2 separate regions of the Sus scrofa genome follow, and region 2 is linked to region 1. A link is a contact called in public HiChIP or PLAC-seq data. All regions are on one chromosome and are shown on one strand. The core of a region is the stretch at or near the end of the contact, and the rest is flanking DNA. Distances in the headings are between cores, read along the strand shown. Region 1 holds the start of MRPS21 (28S ribosomal protein S21, mitochondrial). Region 2 holds the start of MTMR11 (myotubularin related protein 11).

What was found. HiChIP or PLAC-seq counts read pairs in DNA pulled down with a chosen protein or histone mark.
Region 2: an H3K27ac HiChIP or PLAC-seq map of alveolar macrophages shows a contact between it and region 1. The contact joins the promoter of MTMR11 here to the promoter of MRPS21 in region 1. A contact is called at or near these places in 1 of 5 promoter capture datasets (fetal liver), 1 of 47 Hi-C or Micro-C datasets (heart right ventricle) and 1 of 2 datasets of contacts at active chromatin or transcription factors (alveolar macrophages).

The regions. Positions count from the first base shown.
Region 1 is chr4:98,793,756-98,796,719 of Sscrofa11.1, reverse strand. It overlaps MRPS21 (28S ribosomal protein S21, mitochondrial), which reads left to right and starts at 1,497. Exons shown (of 3, transcript XM_013988092.2): 1 at 1,497-1,687; 2 at 2,346-2,460. The coding sequence starts at 2,378.
Region 2 is chr4:99,113,763-99,116,586 of Sscrofa11.1, reverse strand. It overlaps MTMR11 (myotubularin related protein 11), which reads right to left and starts at 1,413. Exons shown (of 17, transcript NM_001243446.1): 1 at 1,192-1,413; 2 at 773-863; 3 at 206-327. The coding sequence starts at 1,257.

The sequences.
Region 1 (2,964 bases), core at 248-2,747:
TTGCCACAGTGGGAGCTCCCTCACTTTCTTTCAAAATATTTTTATTTTATCCAATTTGATTCCTGTGACAAATTTTGTGTAACTGAAGTCAGATATTAGTTCCATTTTATAAATGAGTAAATAGACTGAGAGTTTAAATCAAGGGGTCAGCAAGAATCATATACCATATATACTTTGTGGGCCATACACCTCTGCTACAACTATACAACTCTGCCAATGTAGCCCAAAGCAGCTATACCTAATATATAAACAAACAGTAGAGCTGTGTTCCAATGAAGTTTGTTTGTTTTCTTGTTTTTTTTTTTTTTTTTTTTTTTTGCCTTCTCTAGGGCTGCTCCCGCAGCATATAGAGGTTCCCAGGCTAGGGGTCGAATCGGAGCTGTATCCATCAGCCTACGCCAGAGCCACAGCAATGGGGGATCCGAGCCGCGTCTGCAACCTACACCACAGCTCATGGCAACACCGGATCCTTAACCCATTGAGCAAGGCCAGGGATAGAACCCACAACCTCATGGTTCCTAGTCGGATTCATTAACCACTGTGCCACCAAGGGAACTCCCCAATGAAGTTTTATTTACAAAAACAAAAGCGGAGTTGGACTTGACCTGTAGGCAGTACTGTGCAGACCTCTGGTTTAAGAGACTTGTTCAAAGTCAAATGCCTGATGAGTATCGGATTTTGGATAGAATCCAGATCTCCTGACTTCCAATCCAGTGCTTTTTCACCATATTATGTTGTCGCCTATATAATGTGTTTTGCATTTACCATATTCTACCTTGTTTTACTATTTATCTTTTACACCTACTTACTGTGCTTTGTTAGTCTGAGACACACTGAAATATTATCAACAGTTCCTGATACAAACTAGGCTTTCAATAAAAGCTTGCTGATGAGCATAGTCATGTCCTAACCTAGCTCTATTTTGGTACTTTGAACCTGGCTTATTCTAAAGCAGGCTTCAGTTTCTGTGTGAATTCTATTAGCATAATTGACGAGAATACATCTGTGTGTGTATGTGCCTGTGTTTTAGGGGAGGTACTCAAAGAACCTTATTACGCAAGTACCTGGTTGAGAACCTGCTTTCTTCTTTTGAGACTTTCCCTACTGTTTTCCAGTAGCCACTTCCGGTAGATTCGAATTTATGTGAATAACCATTAATGGATGGACATATGTGTAGAAGTAACATACGAATAAAATAAAAGGAAAGCTTTTTCCACAGTGACGAGGAAGTTAAAAAAGAGATATTTCTAAGTTTCACTTGGAGACAAATGGGATAGAAGCTGACATAAAATAGTCTTTGATTCTAAATCCTGCAGATGTTTCCCAATTCTTCCTTCAGTGATTTCACTTTATTTAGTGAAATGGCTGGGAAGGTGCTATTATAGGAAACTCAGAGTATGTTCATTTCCTTTCTGTTCCTAAGTTTTCAGGCAGATAAGGGGTGTAAAGCTGTTTTTCATCCGGAGGACAGACCTCAATGAATTTGTGTCCTTTGCGAAGAGAAAACAGGAAGCATGCTCAGGAAGCTTCGCCTGTTTCTCTCATTTTCCTTCCAGAAAAAGAAAAGGATTAGATATCTATTTAAGATTTAATAGGATTAAGGGGTACGGAAATCAGGCTGACCTCAGAGGCCGAAGGACGGCGACTCCAAGAGAAGACGGAAGAAGCTGTTTGAGGGGAATTTAAGGCAAGTATTTTGCTTTGCCAGGTGTTGAGTTCAAGCCCGGGGGTTGACGATGAGCCGGGGGAGTGAAGAAACCTTCGATCCAGGCCAAAAGGAATGTTGCCACGGTTTCCACAGTTTCCACTTAGCTCCTCTCTCGGGTGGGTCCTCTTGTCTGCGCGCGGCGCTGGGGATTACGTAACTTCCGCTTCCGCTTGAGGCGGGCTTCGCGTCGGCGGGGCGCTGAGGAGCGAGGGCTTCGTCCTGGGTTTGGGGGAAGTGAGGAGATTGGGGCGGGAGGGCGCAGTTGGCCTCGTTCCTAAACACCAAGAAGGACTCCCTTCCCAACTCCTACCCCAAACCGTCCTGTGACCGTGAGCGGTAATTAGGGGGGAGGGGAACGCCTGCAAAGTGTCCCAGTTGGCCCTTGTCTAGGCAAGTAAATTTCTGTGAGGACGGCCAGCTACCGTCTCTTTTCATCGCTATGGTAGGGTTTGTATTGGCAAGGAGAATGAGGGAGTCGCGTGTACTTTCTAGAATATGAGGACTTGACCCTGTCTCGCATATTCCAGAGCCCGATGCATTTCCAGACCCATAAATAAGCCACGTGGTTTTGTATTCTGTTGTGTTTCTCTTTCTTACCTGATCTCTATAGTTTACTTCTTTCGCCATCATACTTTAGGTCCTGCAGAGTAACGACTTAAATCCAAGGTCATGGCAAATCATCTGAAGTTCATTGCCAGGACTGTGATGGTACAGGAAGGGAACGTGGAAGGTGCATACAGGACCCTAAACAGGTAACTGCCAAGGGACCAGAATCATGGCTAGACCAACTCTCTTGAGAAGGGTGGTTGTTTTGTCTCTTCCCCTGGCATAGGTTGTCTCAAACTAGTGCCAGTTGAGGTGTTCACAGACTTGAAACTTCTCAGCCCCTCATTTTTCTATCTTAAAAATGAAGTTATTCCCCAAATTTAACTGTATGAAGGTTATTCATCAGCAGTCATATCTTTGATGACGAACCTGCATTCTATCCAAGATTTTAAAAAAACCCAAAGGGAAAATCAAGTTAGAAAGTTGCTAGTAAGGGGGAAGGTAGTACATGACATATTAAAAGCTGATCGAGGGATTGGTGTGGGACAAGGCCAATGGGAAACATGAACTCAGATTTGGGATCTTAGAGAAGCAAGCAAGAGATGGAAAAGTGTTAGAGGTTCAGAGAAAGATTACGGCAAAAGCAAAAAACATGCTGATGGAAATGAAGTGGCCGGAGTGGAGGAGCTGTGTTGAAAGGTTTTGAATGC
Region 2 (2,824 bases), core at 164-2,663, 320 kb before region 1:
GAAGTGGTCTGGAGTCTCGTTCATATCCTACCTTGGCAGCTCTAGCCTCCCTGGAGAGCGTCCCCATGGACTATCCCTGATACTCTCAGAAGACAGCCCTTAAGCATAACTTATTATCACACTTCCTGTAATGTTTGTCGAAATCTTCTAGACTTCCTTACCCACTTCCTGCAAGTTGTCCTTTCTACTGCCCTAACCATCTCACCTGACTCCGCTGCCATCCACAGGGCTGGAAGGTGACCCTCAAGTTGCTGCAAATCAGGGTTCCTGGCAATTCAGGTTCCAGCCCCTTCCTCACCCCTGGGGCCCATGCTAGGATCTGCTCCCCTGCAGGGCAAGAATGGAAGCGAGGTTATGACTGTTCCCTGCGTTGTCCACACTTGCATACACCCACTCCTCTCAGACTGGAGAATCTAAAGAGGGAAGATTAAGATCCTCCCCTCACCCCATGAGAATGAAAGCTTAGGAGGAGAGAATTTACATTCATTTACTCTAGAGTCTAGATAGTGCCTCACACATAGTAGTCACTCCAATATTTACGGAATAAGTAAATGAGAAAAGGACTAACAGGGTCAAGAAAACAAGACGAGCCATCAAGGTTCAAGCTTGTAGCCGGCCCTGGACAGAGAGGAGAGCAAGCCTCAGGCAGAAGCACTTTGAGCCAGGAGAGGAATGCAGAGGTATCTTGGTGGTGAGATTTGAAACAAGGTTTGAGGAGGACGAAATATGGAGGAGTCTTTGGAGATCAGAAGTATTGGAAGGGCATTATTACCTGGGAGACATCCAGAGGCCAGGCAACTGCCAAGCTGACGACTTCTGGGCTCTGGCATTGCACGCCCCTGGACAGACTTTGGTCCCGAGAGCTGGGAAGAGTGTAGGGTTAATCCCCAGGCCTCTCCAATCCTGGGGTCTAGGGTTACTTCAGCAGCCACCTTTGGCGGCCTACACTCAGTCTCAGGGGAAACTGAGCTCAGGACTGGGGTTGGTAGATAGTAAAGGGAGGGGCTGGTTAATGGATAATGAGACAATGAACTTGAGACTGAAAAATACCAAGCTCCATCAACCGAGGTTGATATGAGACACACCCTCCTCCTCCTCAAGATCCTTTTCCTCCCTCTTTCTCCACATCACCCCTATTTACACCCTCTTGCCAATGCCCCCCTTCCCCAAGTCCAAGTTTCCACTCCTTACCCCCATCTCTGGCTCCTCCTTCTGGGGGGCGATGTTGAAACTCTGGCCCCGGCCCCCCCACCACATTTCTCTGGCTCCATCCGGGGATGGAGCACTCGAGGGGCGAGGATGCTCAAGCCCTTTGGGGAGAGGCTGAATCTGATAGTTGAGAGAAGGGAAGCTGAGAGGGGCAGGGGGAGGATTCAAGGGAAAGGAGCATCTGTGGTGCACGGAGCACGATTTGGGGTCTTTGAAAGGTGTGTCCAGTGCAGCCAGAGAAGGCTCCTCGGAAACTTCGGTGTCGACTCTAAAGAGGGCGGGAGAGATGCCCAGCCCCTTAAAGGGGAATACACACAATTTTGGAAGGGTGGAGAGGAAGTGGAGGAGCCTAAGAAAGGTGCGGAAAAAATGAGGAACTGAGAAAATACCCAGATTCCCTTCTTTACCCTAATCCCAGATCCTATTAGCTTCCTGTTAATGAGCTTGGAGACTGAGGGGAGCAGTAATTCCAGTATTAAACTGAAATCATGTGGGCCACTTCCTGGGACTCACAGTGATGGCTTCCCTGGGAAACTGGTTTTCTTATGCTTTCTTAAAAGGGGGGAGGGGGAGGGGTGGGAGGGAAATAAAAGTAGTTAAGTTCTCCTTACTGCCTCCCCTGACAGACCTAACAAAAGCTGTTGAGAAGAAATAAATGGAAATTGGCCTTCAGGAGATTGTTGCCTAGGGAGGCCCAAGAATTGGGGAGGAAAGTGAGTTAAAGTGTTTTTGTATATCCTCCAGAGAGCATGAAGCATACTTCATAAGGGTACAATGGAAAAGTAGGGAGAGAAATTGAAATATCTGCAGGATGCAGACATAAGTACAGGTATGTTTACTTGCAAGTTTTGGGGGTGGGGATGGGCGGCCCAAGGAAAAGATCTTACCACTTAACCCATCAAACACACACACACACAAACACACACACACACACACACACACACACCCTATTGGAAACTAGAGCCGCTTCAGGTACAAGAGCCCTCCCTTCAGCCCAGACACCAGATCTCCAAATTAAAGATTCATGTAAGGACTTTGAAAGCTGAGGGCTGGAAACTGTTCAGTGCAACAATCCCATCCCTGCAACTCAAGAAGCAAAGATGGGTGGGGAGGGCACTGGAAGGAAAGTAAAGGAACCGTAGCTGACAGTGACTGGGAGTAGGACTGCAAAAATCTACATCTAGATTTGAAAAAGGAAATAAAATACAAAGTAAGAGTTAATGAGCTGCTGTTTTATTGATTTAGAGACCATACAGAGGCAGCAATTCTTAGGTGGGGGCCCAAGATTTCCGAAGTTTCTGAACTCTCTCCTCCTCCCAGCACACACACCCTTCCGGCTTTAAAAGTTCCCTGTCTTGGCTGGAGCTGTGGAAATAGTGAATCTACTGTGTGAAAAGGAGTTGATCTGAAACAGAGAGGCCTACACCTGCTAGAAAGGTGACCCAGAAGCCTGATTCTAGAAGTCCTAAATGCTACCAAGCACCTCCTCCCCCACCTGCATTCCATGGGCCTTTCTTGGAAGAAGAAAATACTTCTCAAGGTCTGTGGCAATAGGAAGAGGTGTGTACCACAAATTAAAATCCATTATTCACTTTCCTTCTCCTACCACCCTTCA